Regions from separate parts of the Sus scrofa genome. Here all the other regions are linked to region 3. The links are chromatin contacts, called in public Hi-C and HiChIP or PLAC-seq maps. All regions are on one chromosome and are shown on one strand. The core of a region is the stretch at or near the end of the contact, and the rest is flanking DNA. Distances in the headings are between cores, read along the strand shown.

Region 1 (4,202 bases), core at 1,387-3,886, 190 kb after region 3:
TCTACCCCACCCTCAGGCAACCAGTGATCTGCTTTCTCTGCAATCTTGTGTTTTTCTTTTTTGCCCTTTTTGTGAGCGGTGCTTAATCCTATCTTAGGACCTATTACAAAGTAGTGAGTAAAACAATACAACATTGGTGTAAAAGTAAAACTACCTCAGGAAAAAAATGAAGAGCTGGAAATAGATTTCATTCCATAGAAATCTTATTATGAAAATGGGCTGCTTCAAAATGAGAGGGTAAGGAAAGATTCTTTAATAAGCAGTTTTGGGATAACTGGACAAAAATGTGGGAAAAAGATAAGTCACACTTAGCACCATCCTCTGAAAAACAAAATGGACATGTACGCGGAATTATTATTGTCTTTTGGCCACCTCTGGGTCATGTGGAAGTTCTCAAACCAGGGACAGAACCCTCACCAGAGCAGGGACAATGCCAGATCCTTTAACTACTAGACCACCAGGAAACTCCTTCTTAAATTTAAAAAATGGAATCTTAGGAAACTAGTAAAAGATAAAACAGACAATTATTGAGTTAGTGGAGAATAGCTGTTTTTCTGCTCTGAAGCAGCCACACTCCAACAAAACCCAACGAGGAGTTCCCTCTGTGTTGCAGTGGAAGAATCAGCCTGCAGAGACTTGTGTAACAGGGAGGTGGTGCCATCCCCTCCTGACTCGGGGAGGGGTGGGGGGAGAGTAGGTTAGAGAATCCCCTGTTGCTGCAGCTGCACCTAGATCGCAGCTGTGGCTCAGATTCAATCCCTGGCCTGAGAATTTCCATATGCTGCCAGTGTGGCCATAAAATGGAAAAAACAAAACCCCCCAAAACCCCAAGTCACCCAATTCCAACAAGGAAATACTGACAAATCAGAAAACGTGCACCCTGAAAAGTAACCAAAGCACGATGTAAGAGGAGCCACATACTGGGGGAAAAATGACACAGAGGTGAAAAAGCCTGATGTGTGAGCTGGGCTTCTAAGTTCTGGTTCTCACCCGTTGTGGCTGAGAGGCAGGCCAGGGCTCTCCCAGAGGAAGTGGTGAAGCCTGAGGCGTTCGCGGAGGGTTGTGAGGTCCTGCTGGCTTGGACGCAGCCTCAGCAGTCTCAGCCTCGGACTCGTGGCCCCAGGCAAGATTCACTCAGCCTTCCGCCCCCACGACTCTAGCCTGGGCCAGGACCACCCAGGCTCACCGTGCAGAGCAGACCCGCCTCTCCAGGATGCTGCGACGCTCACGCGGGCTCCAGGAGGTGCTGTGCACCGCCCTCTTCATTGCGTGTTTCGTCAGGTTTTGGAGCCGCAGTTTCCTCATTCATAAGTGGAGGATACTGGTCACTTCAGACTATTTCTGCACACCTACTGTGTTCCAAGCACATATGTTGGAGAATGTTGGAGATATAACAGCGATGATTAGAAAGTCCTGGCCTGGATGGAGCTTTTATCCTAAAAGAGGGTGTGTGTGTGTGTGTGTGTGTGTGTAGGGGGGTGGGGTGTTAGGGGCAGGAAGAACAAGAATAAGCAAATATACGCTCAAGATAATTTAAAGTTAAATGTTATAAAGAAAACAGGACTGGATTGTGCAAGTGCTATAGAGAAAACAAACCAAGATTGTGCAAGCGTGTTTTATGGGAGTGGGGAGGAGGCGTGGAGGGTTAGAGGGTAAAATGCCCTGGAATGAATCTGGTCTAAAAGAGAGCAGGAAGTTATGGAAAATGAGACCGAGTCTTTTCTCTTGCGCTCTTTCTAGTCCAAGTCCCTTAAGTCTGAGGAGGAGGTGGGAAACTTCTCTGCCTTTTCCCTGCAGAGGAAGGGGACCTGGGAGGGGGAATTCAGTCTTGGCCTGCGTTTGGGATCACTGCTTCCTCTCTCCTCCTTCCCAATCCTTATTTCTCCCTCCTTAGGGCAATTGTGCAACCCGTCTCCCCCCCAACTCCAAAAGGAGGGCGACCGATGGAGGGCAGCAGAGCAGGGGGTCGGTCTCTCACAGTAGAATTTAATTCTGTTGAACGCCCAGAGTATTAAGTCCGGGCTTAGAGGAGCAGCAGGGATAGGGCAGAAAAGAGGAACTTTTCTTTTAAACATCATTTGATATTTCAAAAAGAGAATCAAGGCGCTGTCGCGGGAAAGCCTAACCGTTGGATCGCTTACAGGCATTGTGTTGTTCAGTACTGTCTTTAATTTATTTTTTTATATTTTATTTTTTCCTGCTGTACAGCATGGGGATCAAGTTACTCTTACATGTACACATTTTCCCCCCCACCCTTTGTTCTATTGCAATATGAGTATCTAGACATAGTTCTCAAATGTCTTTATTTTAAACGAAGTTGGAGGGCGGGGAGGGGGGGGAGGCACAGTCATTTCTGGTTTAAGACTTCTGAACGAGGCGCCGCAGTGCGCACACCCGCTGGCCAGCAAGTGGGTCGCTCGGATTCCTTCCCGCTGAAGGGAAGGTTCGGGGCTCTGCCGGCGGCCCCGAGGGCCCAGGGGAGCACCTGCGCAGCGTCCCGACTTCGGGAGGTGAGGCAGCCAGCTGCCGCGGGGATCCTGCGGGCGACTCCAACCTTGGCACGCGGGAGGGGGAGGCTTGGCCACCCCTCCTTGAAGCCGCGAGTGGGCGAGTCCGGAGCTGCGGAGCAACGGCCAGTAGCTTCCGGTTCCGATGGCAGCGGCTCGGCGCCGGAAGCCAGGGCCAAGGCTGCGGGACCAGGTGAGAGGCCGCGAGCTTCCGGGAGGGGAGGTGCGACTAGAGGGCAGGGCGCGCCGGGACCACGGACTCGGGCGCTGGGGGCCCGTGTTTCGCTAGACTCCCAGCCTCCGGGTCTTCTCTGAAGCCCCGCGAATAAGCCCCCCGACCAGTCCTCTTTGCCCTTGTTTTCTCCACAGACGTCGGCCCAGGCTGGGAGTTGGACCCTCACAAACTCAGAACCTTCGAGGAGCCACCCTTGCTGGGGGAGTCGCTCGAACTCAGACGTCCCAATCTAGTGCGACCCGGCGGGGTCGGAGGTAACCCGTTACGGACGTGGGAGCCAGGCAGGGCATTCGACTAAGGTCTTTTGAAGGATGAGTAGGAGTTTGCCAGCAATTTGCATGTTCACGCAGGTGAAACTCCCAGTGGTGGCTGACGTCCAGAAAAACGGTGGGCTTTTACCTCGCTCCAGTTTTGGTTAATGACAAAAAATGTGACAAAAAAAAAAAAAAAAAAAGGTGTGCAATGAGAATAAGGAACAGGGTGAATTGATAGAGCGACAGGTGTGGGGTGGGGCAGAGGGGGCAGCATTAGATACTGTGGTCTAGGAGAGCGTCTCTGGAGAAATGACGTTTGCGTTTGAGACTCTGATAAGGAACTAGCCACAGGAAGATCTGGGAGTAGAGTGTTCCAGGCAGAGGGAACAGCCAGTGCAAAAGCTCTGAGGTAGACATAAACTGATGTTCAAGAAATAGAAGGAAGGAGTTCCCGTCGTGGCGCAGTGGTTAACGAATCCGACTAGGAACCATGAGGTTGTGGGTTCGATCCCTGGCCTTGCTCAGTGGGTTAAGGATCCGGCGTTGCCATGAGCGATGGTGTGGGTCGAAGACGCAGCTCGGATCCCGCGTGGCTGTGGCTGGTGGCTACAGCTCCAATTAGACCCCTAGCCTGGGAACCTCCATATGCCACGGATGCGGCCCTAAAAAAGGCAAAAAGACAAAGAAAAGAAATGGAAGGAAGGCTAGTGTGGTTGGAATATGGCCATTGAGGGGGAGAATGGTAGGAGCAGAGAGAGAGATTTTGGGCATAAAAAGGGTGGTGGAGTTCCTTGGTGGCTCAGTGGTTTAAGGATCCAGTGTTGTCACTGGTGCAGATTCAATCCCTGGCCTGGGAACTTCTGCATGCCTTGGGCGTGGCCAAAAAAGAAAAAAAGAAGGGTTTTTATTCTAAGTACAGTGGGAATCTATTGGGTTTTAAACAGAGGAGTGATGTGTAGGGTGAAAATGGATAAAGGTGGGGGTGCAAAAGATGAAGGGTTGGGCCAGCAGAGGCTGTTCAGTTCAGTGTCAGACAACGGGGACCTTTCTGTAATGTGTGCACATTTCCCTTCTTCCTCCCTGGCACCAGAAAGGGCCCTCTTGTTTTAGGATACTGAACACTGGAGACAAAACCCATATGCCTGCCTTGGTGGGGATTTTAATATTTCTTCCTGCCTAACCCTGGCAGGTTTGAGCTCAGGCCCC
Region 2 (4,504 bases), core at 1,877-4,376, 160 kb before region 3:
GCTTGGGAACTTCCGCGTGCCGTGAGTGCAGCCCCTTGCCCCCCCCCCCAAAAGGACAAAAGACTTGGACAGATATATTTTCACAGAAGAAGATATACAAATAGCGAATAAGCACATGAAAAGATACTCAGCATCATTAATCATTAGAGAAACACAAATCAAGCCCACAAGACACCACTTTAACTTGTTAGGCTAGCTATTATTAAATAAAAATGGGGGAAAAAATGGAAAATAAGTACTGTGAATATGTAAAGAAATTAGAACCCTGGTGCATTGCTAGTGAGAACGTCAAATAGTGTGGCTGCTGTGGAAAATAGTCTGGTGGTCCTCAAAAAGTTAAACAGAGTTACCATATGCTCCAGCAATTCTACTTCCTAGATATATACCAAGTGAAAGCAGATGCCCCCAACACTCACCCATGCACACCTGTGTTCACTGCAGTGCTATTCACAATAGCTGAAAGGTGGAAACAACCCAGGTGTCCACCAACAGATGACTGGATAAACAAAATGCAGTGTACACACCGGGACAAGAATATTATTTAGCCATAAAAAGGAATGAAGTACGGGGGGAAAGGATAAATTAAGAATTTGGGAGTAACATATAGACACTAGTATATATAAAACAGATAAACAACAAAGACCTACTATATAGCCAAGGGAACTATACTCGATATTTTGTAATTACATATATGGGGAAAGAATCTGAAAAAGATTTATATATATATACATGAATCACTTTGCTGTACACCTGAAACTAAACACAAGACTATAAAACAACTATACTTCGATAAATAAATAAATAACACAGGGCGGGGAATCTCTGGGCAGAAAATTCTAAGCATTCCAAGCAATTTCAGGAATTACAGGAAACACTCCAACCCTTTGAGGAATACCTGCAGGGCCTAATAAAAAAGGTCCCTGAAGCTGAAAAAAGAGGTGGGGGAAGAAAGACAGGACAAGTATATTCCAGACTATGAAAATTTGATGAAGGCAAGGTGCAGAATTCTCTCAGCCCTGTGACACTGCCAACCACCAACTACCTCCTAGAATCAATTTCTAACAGTTCTGGCACTCTTTGTACCTCATTTAAAAAAAAAAAAATTCTAATGCTACGCTGAACTCACTTCCTTGAAAAATACAAGGATACATTATCATTTTAAAATGTTATCCAAAAGCCCTATGTCAGAATAACATAACAGAATGTGACTCGGGGGAAATAAGGTAGTTATTGACATACTCTGAGTGGGTGGCTCTAAAGCTAAGTCTTAACAGATGAGAAGGAACCAAGCGGGCATGAAGAGCCCGGAGGCAGTGTTCCAGATGGAGGGAACAAGTGCAAAGGTCCTGAGGCAAGAAGGCAGCCAGAGAAGCTAGAACAAAATTAAGAGTGAATGACCAGAGATGCCAAGCACCAGGGGCCAGGCTGTACATGCATAACGTACGTTTATCTCTTCACGGGAGACCCCAGGCTCTGTGGATCAGAGTTAAAGCCCGGATGCCCCTAGCAGGAAGGCAAGGAGATAACAGGCAGATAAAGCAACACAAGGACAGCATGGACTCTCAGAACTAAATGGGGAAGTCATCCAGAAGGGACCAAAGAGCAGAGTGATGGAGAAAACTAGGACAGCGGCCAAGAGCTTAGGGATCAAGCAGGCTGGGGAGGAGTAGGCTTTGCCCCAAATCATTCCCCTTTCACCCCTTTCCAGAACTTCCTCCGTGTGGAGTCTGCACAGCAGCTGATTTTGGCCACTGCCCATGTATGACACACCAGAGACAACTGAGGCTCCCTAACCTCTACGCCAAAGGTCACAGAAACTAAAACTGTCCACAAGTTCAGCCCCTACATTACTATTGTTGACTAGATCCTCAATCAAACACTGGGGAAGGGGACTGAGTCTGCAACTATTTCTAAGGGGCTCCTCCTTTGTCCGGGCTAGGGTCAGGCGTAGCAAGCGAATTGCTGGGCTTGGACATGAGACAGATCAGAATTTAACTGTTGTAGAGCCTCCTTGCCTGCCCGCTTGCATCTCTCACAATTTTAATAAATCCATTTCTTGCCCATTTAAAAAAAAAAAAAAGAATTTAACTGTTTATGTTATTGGCTGTCTGTGTTAGCTTTGCATAAAACTACAACAACCATCTGTATCAGTTTGTTTATGAGAATTAAAAGCAATAAGGTATGTTAAAGTCAGTGCCTAACACACACAAAACACCCAATAAAGACCCTATTTGTTCCATTTATCCCACTAATGAGAGGGTTCAGTTCAGACAGCCAATAGCTCTACTACTTACTGGCTATGTGACTTCGTGGAAGGCACTTTCAAGAGTGTTAAGTTCTTAATCAGTAAAATGGAGATAACATCAGTTACTTCACAGGCTTTTGAAAGAATGAACAGAGAAGGGTGTATAAAGTGTCAAGCCCAGCTCTTGACACATGGTAACTCTAGAAGTCATTACCTGTTATTACTGGCAGGTGTGATCAAGATGGAGAAGGCGGCGGGCCTTCAAACCAAGCTCAGGTCTGGGCTGCTGAAGACTGTCTGTAGTGACTTACTTAATGGTCTACCCAGCCTCTTGGGAGCCACTCACCAGGTGGTTCCAAATAGAGCCTTCTTTGCTGCGCTCGTCAGGGGTCAGACGCAGGTACTGGCTAGTGAGTATGGTGCTGCCTTGGAAGTCCCAGAAGAGCGTGGAGCTGGAACCGACCCCTGTGGGCAGAGACATGGGCACACACAGGCCAGGCCAGGCCGAGATTTGCCAGAGACAGGAAACTCACAAAGATGCCCTGACCAGAAGAAAGGCACCCGTTCCCCAACTCTACCCGGCCTCGCCCTCACCCTGCACTCATTCCCGCCCCAGGCCTCACCTTGGTAGGGCTTAATAAGCGAATGCTCCCGCTTAAGGTGCTCGCTGTTGCCGTCAGTTATATCCGCAGTCACTGGCCCCAGCAACAGTAGAAAGAGTAAACGTGTAATGGGGCCAGGGCCGGGGCCGGGAAGCCCAGGCCTCCCCGGGCACCGCCGGCCCCAGCCCCAGAGCCAAAACCAGCCTGCCGCCGCCGCCGCCGCCATTCCCCTTTCCTCTCGGGCACTTCCGTCCTAGGACTTCCGCCTTCCGGGTGTTCCATCTAATGGCCTCCGGCCGGAAGCGCTCCAACCCTAGCTTTATCTGGGAGTTTCTAGCAAAAACAAAGCCTCGCTGCCGAGGGAATGGGGTCTTTATTTGCTGATCAGACCTCTATTCTAGTAGAGTGCCTTGGCGGCTGCGAGGCGCCTGTCAGCCAGACTCAGGAATGGGTTTTAACGGGCGAAAAGAACAGCAACCAATCATGGAACAGCACGTTCGGCTTGTGTGCCAACCTGGAGCAGAGGGAAGATTTGCGAGCAGCGCTAGGGTCGTCTGTGGAACGGGGCATGCTGGGACTTGTAGTTTTTCTAGGCCTCTCGTGCAGGCTGGGTAGAAATCTACAAAGCTCTTGGTCTCTGGCCACTGGTCTGATCCCTAGAGTAACCTTTTCCAGTCCGAGGAGAAAGGAATTCTGAATTGAAGGCGGAGGCCTGAATTCCAACTCCCGCGCCACCTGGAACTCATTGGGTGATCCCAGGCGAGCCTTTAGCCATCTCTGGCTTCACCCACCCTAGCTCCACACCTTTAGCAACTTAGAATTCTGTTATTAGATGGCGTCCACTCCTTCCAGTTCCTCAGGCCCAGTTGGGTTTCATCAGAAGGGGCAGACCTGAATCCTTTCCCAGTGATGACTGGGACCCGTTAATATCTAAATGATTGCTGTGCCTGCCTGCTGCAACAAGAAGCATCCAGGAAAGCCGACTGTGGATCAAAGGTGGACAACTGGTGGCCCACAGCCAAATACAGCTCTTGCTGATGGTGTTTCAATAAGGACATAACTACTGTTATTTTAAATCAGGAGACAAATACACATTAAAAATCCAAATTTCCAGCTTCTAAGGAAAAATCGTAAGACCCGACCACACCAAGCTCATAGAGCTGCCCTCATAAAAATTCCTTCCTTTTCTAAACTAATCTCCATTCTGGCCGCTAATTTACAGCACCTGCCTGGCCCCTCTAGCCCGTTGAGTTAATGACCCCTGTTATAGAGCACAGGGTGGTTTAGTTGGTTGCTTGCTCCTTTTGAATGAATGAACTTATTCAAGATTAAGTGCTGAGACATCTTTTTTAAATTAGCTACAAAATTAGCTATATATGTGTGTGTGTCATATAGCTATGTTTGTTATGTCTAAATATCTATAGATATAACAAAATTCCTCTTCCAAGGGGTACACCCTTCCAGAGATTTATCTGTGTCTCTGCAAAGACCTGGGCATTCCACAAGGCCTCCAAGAGGCTGCAGTGTTTTTGGCCACACCCACAGCATATGGAAGTTCCCAGAGCAGGGATTGAATCCAGGCCACAGCTGTGACCTATGGCAACACTAGATCCTTAACCCACTGTGTCAAGGCAAGGATCGAACCCATACCTCAGTA
Region 3 (4,258 bases), core at 1,703-4,202:
CAGCCTCCCCATTAGACTGGGGACTCCCCATTAGACTGGCTGGGCCCACAGGAGGCTTCCACAAGGATCTGTCGAGGAGCTGAAGCAAAGGGTCCTAGGGGCTTTGGGGATGCCCTGGGGGTCGGGTGCCTATACTCACTGTCGGATGGTCTCCATCTGCTCTTTGACAGACATGCCCCCGATGCAGAGGGCACAGCGCAGGAGTGGCGAGCTGTCCTCCTGCAGCAGGCGGCAGTAATACTCCAGGATGCCGTGGGTCTGCCGGGCCAGCTCCCGCTGTAGGTACAGGGGCAATGGCTGCTACCAGAGGTGGCCCTGTTGGTGCCCTGCATTCCCCCACTCCCAACCCCAGCCAGCTTATCTTACCGAGGGGCAGATAATGAGTCCATAGGGCCCTTCGCGCTTAGAGAAAGGTAACCTCTTCTCTTGTTCCAGGCAGAACATGATGACGGGCAGGGTGAACACCAGTGTCTTGCCTGAACCCGTGAAGGCAATGCCTATCATGTCTCGGCCTGAGAGACTATTGAGAGAAGACAGACCTGAGGGTCAGGTTCAGTAGAATAAACGGACTGCCTCTCATCTAACGACCGCTCCTCCCTGTCACCACCCTCCTCAACACCAGCAGGTTCACACTCACATGGTGGGAATTCCCTGGATCTGAATGGGTGTTGGGTGGTGGATGCCCTTCTTCTTTAGGCCTCTCAGGATGGCTACAGAAAACAACCCTGCCATCATCCTTGTGTCTCATCAGGCCCCCCAAAGCCCATAAAACTGGCACTATGTTGAAACTAAGAGAGAAAGACAGACACAGGCTTGTCCAAGGCCTCCAGGTAAAGTGGAGGCAGGGTTCACAGCCAGGTCTGTTAAAGGCCATTGTTACCTGTCCACTAAAATTCTCTAACGGCAGAGAGTAGTACATATGTATAATTGCACCAACTGAAAAAGAATCATCAAGACCAATCCCTCCATCCCCACTGACTGGACCCAAAGATGTAGCTGCTGAGCTCAGTGAGGGCAAGGATGCAACTGCACAAATGTTCCACTATCATAGTGTGGTACTGCTCCGAGCTCCCAAGTACCTGCAGGAAATTTCATTTCCTTGAAACTCTTGATGGGTGGTGGGATCCCATCACCTTCCACCAAGATGTGGTACTTCTTCCGTACACGCTCATGCCGCTCTTCAGACATGCTCAGAACATACCGGGGTGGTGTCCAACTGTGGGTGGGTGGCAAGGGTCAAGAGAGCCCCTGGACACAGCTGGTTTTAGGGTGTCCCTGCCAGTGTCCCCCAAATACGGTCCCAAGTAAGGGTTACTGACTTTCCACAGGCCAGAAAGACATACCTAGTTTTGATCGGGTCGTCGTATGTGATTCCCTTAGCCATCTCCTTCACTGACATCAAGGCTGAGAAGAGAGATGTGGCTAAGGACTGGCTACTGCTTCCCAGAGGCCAGACCCCCTTGAGATATAACATGCCTGGGGTTGGAGGAGGAGAGGCAGTCCACCTCCTCTCTGCCCCTGCCTACAACCATACCTCGACCTTCAGCTACACTCTCCAGGATCTTCTCCTCTTCCTTCAGCTGCTTCTCCTTGGCAGACTCTTTGCGGGCTGACAAAAGCAGCAGAAGGTGTCAGAAAGACACTAAAGCAATGTACCAAGCTGAGCCTCCCTCTTGTTGCCCAACTCACCTTCAGCCTTCTCTTTGAGGTGCTGGTGCTGATCCAGAAGGCTGACGTTGGACTGAGGGCCCAGCGGGATGTCGTCCTCATCTCCTCGGGGTTCGCTGCCGCTGTCCTGCTGCTCCTCTTCCGCAGCTCCCTTGCGCCTTCGCTGAAGCAGCTTCTGGAGCTGAGGTTCCACGAGCGCCTCTCAGAGCCGAGTCCAATGCAGAGTGGGGCATTGGACCCAGGGGCAGGTGTCAGGATCCTGGCTCTTGGGAGAGGATCCTGTGCCCCGAGGTGCAGAGCTGCCCCATCCCTCAGATCACGTCGCCTCACCAGTTCCCCCCTTTGCCTGGGGACCATGCTCCTGTATACTGACACCTCACTCTGCAAACCTGGGGCCATCCCCCATGCCACAGCCAAACCCTCATTCCTGCCCTCATTCGTCCCCGCGACCCAGGGCCCTGACCAGCAACTGCCGGCGCTGTCGCAGTGGTACGTAGGGTACATAATCCTCATCGTCCTCATCCTCCGCCTCGGAGCGGCTTCCTGTGGCAGTTGCCTCGTCGGTGCGAGCCCGCTGCAGATATACACGAGTCAAGGCCCAGACTCCCCGACTTCATTACCACTCGCAACCCACGCGGACCCCAGCGAGCAAAGCTCCCACCTTCCTCTCTGGTTCGGATTCCTCCATTCTTTGCTATACGCATGCGCGCCACGGCAAACCCCCGCCCCCCGCCTTTCCTATGATGCTATCCAATCAGATGTGAAGAAGCAGACGTCGGCAGCTAGCAGCGACCTGAGTGCCGGATCGCGCAGAGGGACAAACTTTCTCCTGAGTCCCTGTCTGGCGGAGCCGCATCCCAGTTCCCTGTGGGCGGCTACGCAGCTGTTGCCAGGGCTGAGAGCTAAAGCCTTAGGCAAGGCACCGTTGGACGCTGCAAAATTTGGAGCATGCGCTGAAGGCTCAAGCCGATCCTGTTTGAAGCGTGGAATCTGCTGACTCCGAAGAGGGCGGCTTGCCAGGTGCCCAGCCTCGCCTAAGGCGTGACGTTACCTGGTACACCCCCGCTAGCGGACACTGTCCTCTCGTGGCCAGGGAGCTCTGGGACCGGGCCAGCTGGGATCCCGCCCCGCTCTCTCCAGCCGCCATTAACTCTCACGGGCCACAGGGGTCAGGGTGGGGCTTGCAGAATAAATGACTCAACACATGCTGCCGCCCTGACTGGGATTCTCATCTGTGTGATACCTTATGTTCACGGTGATGAAGAATAAATGAAATACTGATGACGGTGGTTTCTGAGGGGCTGTACATGTATGTAAACGATTATTATTGTAAATGCTGTAACAGAGCTCAGACAGTGATCGGAGAACCAGAGAAGTCTTCTAGGAGAACTGGATCTGTGGAGTCTCAGAGCTGGGAGTGCAGGAGAGGAAGAGAGAGGCTTCGTGATAGAGGGTCCAGTGGGAGTGAAGTTCTGGCCATGTGCAAGTTCCTCAGGGAACAAAGAGATCACTTGGCTTGTATCAGAAGGGGATAGTCAGAGCTAAAGCTGGAAAAGTAGATCCAGAGCATGCAGGGCCGAGACTGTCAGGGTAAGTAATTTCAATTTCATTGGGGCCTTTTATTTTTATTTTCTTTTTAGGGTCGCTCCTGCAACATATGGAAGTTTTCGGGTTAGGGGCTGCAGCTGTTTGCCTACACCACAGCCACTCCACGCCATATCCAGAGCTTCCTCTGCAACCTACACCACAGCTCATAACATTGCGGATCATTAGCCTACTGGGCGGGGCCAGGGATCAAAGCCACATCCTCATGGATACTAGGTTTCTTACCACTGAGCCACAATAGGAACTATCCACTGAGGACTTTTATTTTTATTATTTATTTATTTATTTGTCTTTTTCTAGGGCCACACCCACCAGCATAAGGAGGTTCCCAGGATAGGGGTCCTCCCTGTGATACCTTATGTTCACGGTGATGAAGAATAAAGCCACACAGCCACAGCGACGCCAGATCCGAGCTGCGTCTGCGACCTACACCACAGCTCATGGGAACGCTGGATCCCCAATCCACTGAGCGAGGCCAGGGATAGAACCCAAAACCTCATGGTTCCTAGTCGGATTCTTTTCTGCTGTGCCGTGACGGGAACTCCTCACTGAGGACTTTTTAAAAGGAGCGACAGGTTAGTGCTGTTCTTTTCATAAATACTTATACATGATTTTCATATGATTTTTCATATATATGATTTTTTTCCTTTTTAGGGCCACACCTGTGGCATATGGAAGTTCCCGGGCTAGGTGTTAAACTGGAGCAGCTGCCGGCCTATGCCACAGCTTGCAACAATGAGTGATCCTTAACCCAGTGAGCAAGGCCAGGGATCAACCCAGTATCCTGACGGACCTTATGCTGGGTTCTTAACCTGTTGAGCCACAAAAGGAACTCCCCCTTCATATACTAAATATGAGTATGTGCTGGGCATTGTGCCCAGTGTCGAAGGAGATAAAAGATGAGCAAGACACAAACATGGCTTGTGAGTTTACAGATTAGGGGAGATGGAAACAGAAAACTGGTCTTGAGGTCAGGAAATCTCAT

Evidence for each region. Hi-C and Micro-C count contacts between places; a contact is called where the count stands out from the background. HiChIP or PLAC-seq counts read pairs in DNA pulled down with a chosen protein or histone mark.
Region 1: a contact with region 3 is called in a Hi-C map of heart right ventricle, with 2.5 times the contacts expected there. The contact joins the promoter of RMND5B here to the promoter of DDX41 in region 3. A contact is called at or near these places in 1 of 47 Hi-C or Micro-C datasets (heart right ventricle) and 1 of 2 datasets of contacts at active chromatin or transcription factors (alveolar macrophages).
Region 2: a contact with region 3 is called in an H3K27ac HiChIP or PLAC-seq map of alveolar macrophages. The contact joins the promoter of LMAN2 here to the promoter of DDX41 in region 3. A contact is called at or near these places in 2 of 47 Hi-C or Micro-C datasets (heart right ventricle and skeletal muscle) and 1 of 2 datasets of contacts at active chromatin or transcription factors (alveolar macrophages).

What each region holds. Positions count from the first base shown.
Region 1 is chr2:80,245,498-80,249,699 of Sscrofa11.1, reverse strand. It overlaps RMND5B (required for meiotic nuclear division 5 homolog B (S. cerevisiae)), which reads left to right and starts at 2,636. Exons shown (of 11, transcript NM_001243800.1): 1 at 2,636-2,700; 2 at 2,877-2,996.
Region 2 is chr2:80,593,910-80,598,413 of Sscrofa11.1, reverse strand. It overlaps LMAN2 (vesicular integral-membrane protein VIP36), which reads right to left and starts at 3,126. Exons shown (of 8, transcript XM_013994865.2): 1 at 2,869-3,126; 2 at 2,592-2,710. The coding sequence starts at 3,073.
Region 3 is chr2:80,431,759-80,436,016 of Sscrofa11.1, reverse strand. It overlaps DDX41 (probable ATP-dependent RNA helicase DDX41), which reads right to left and starts at 2,952. Exons shown (of 20, transcript XM_021084371.1): 1 at 2,330-2,952; 2 at 2,132-2,242; 3 at 1,690-1,849; 4 at 1,535-1,609; 5 at 1,344-1,404; 6 at 1,080-1,216; 7 at 638-710; 8 at 367-520; 9 at 140-276. The coding sequence starts at 2,356.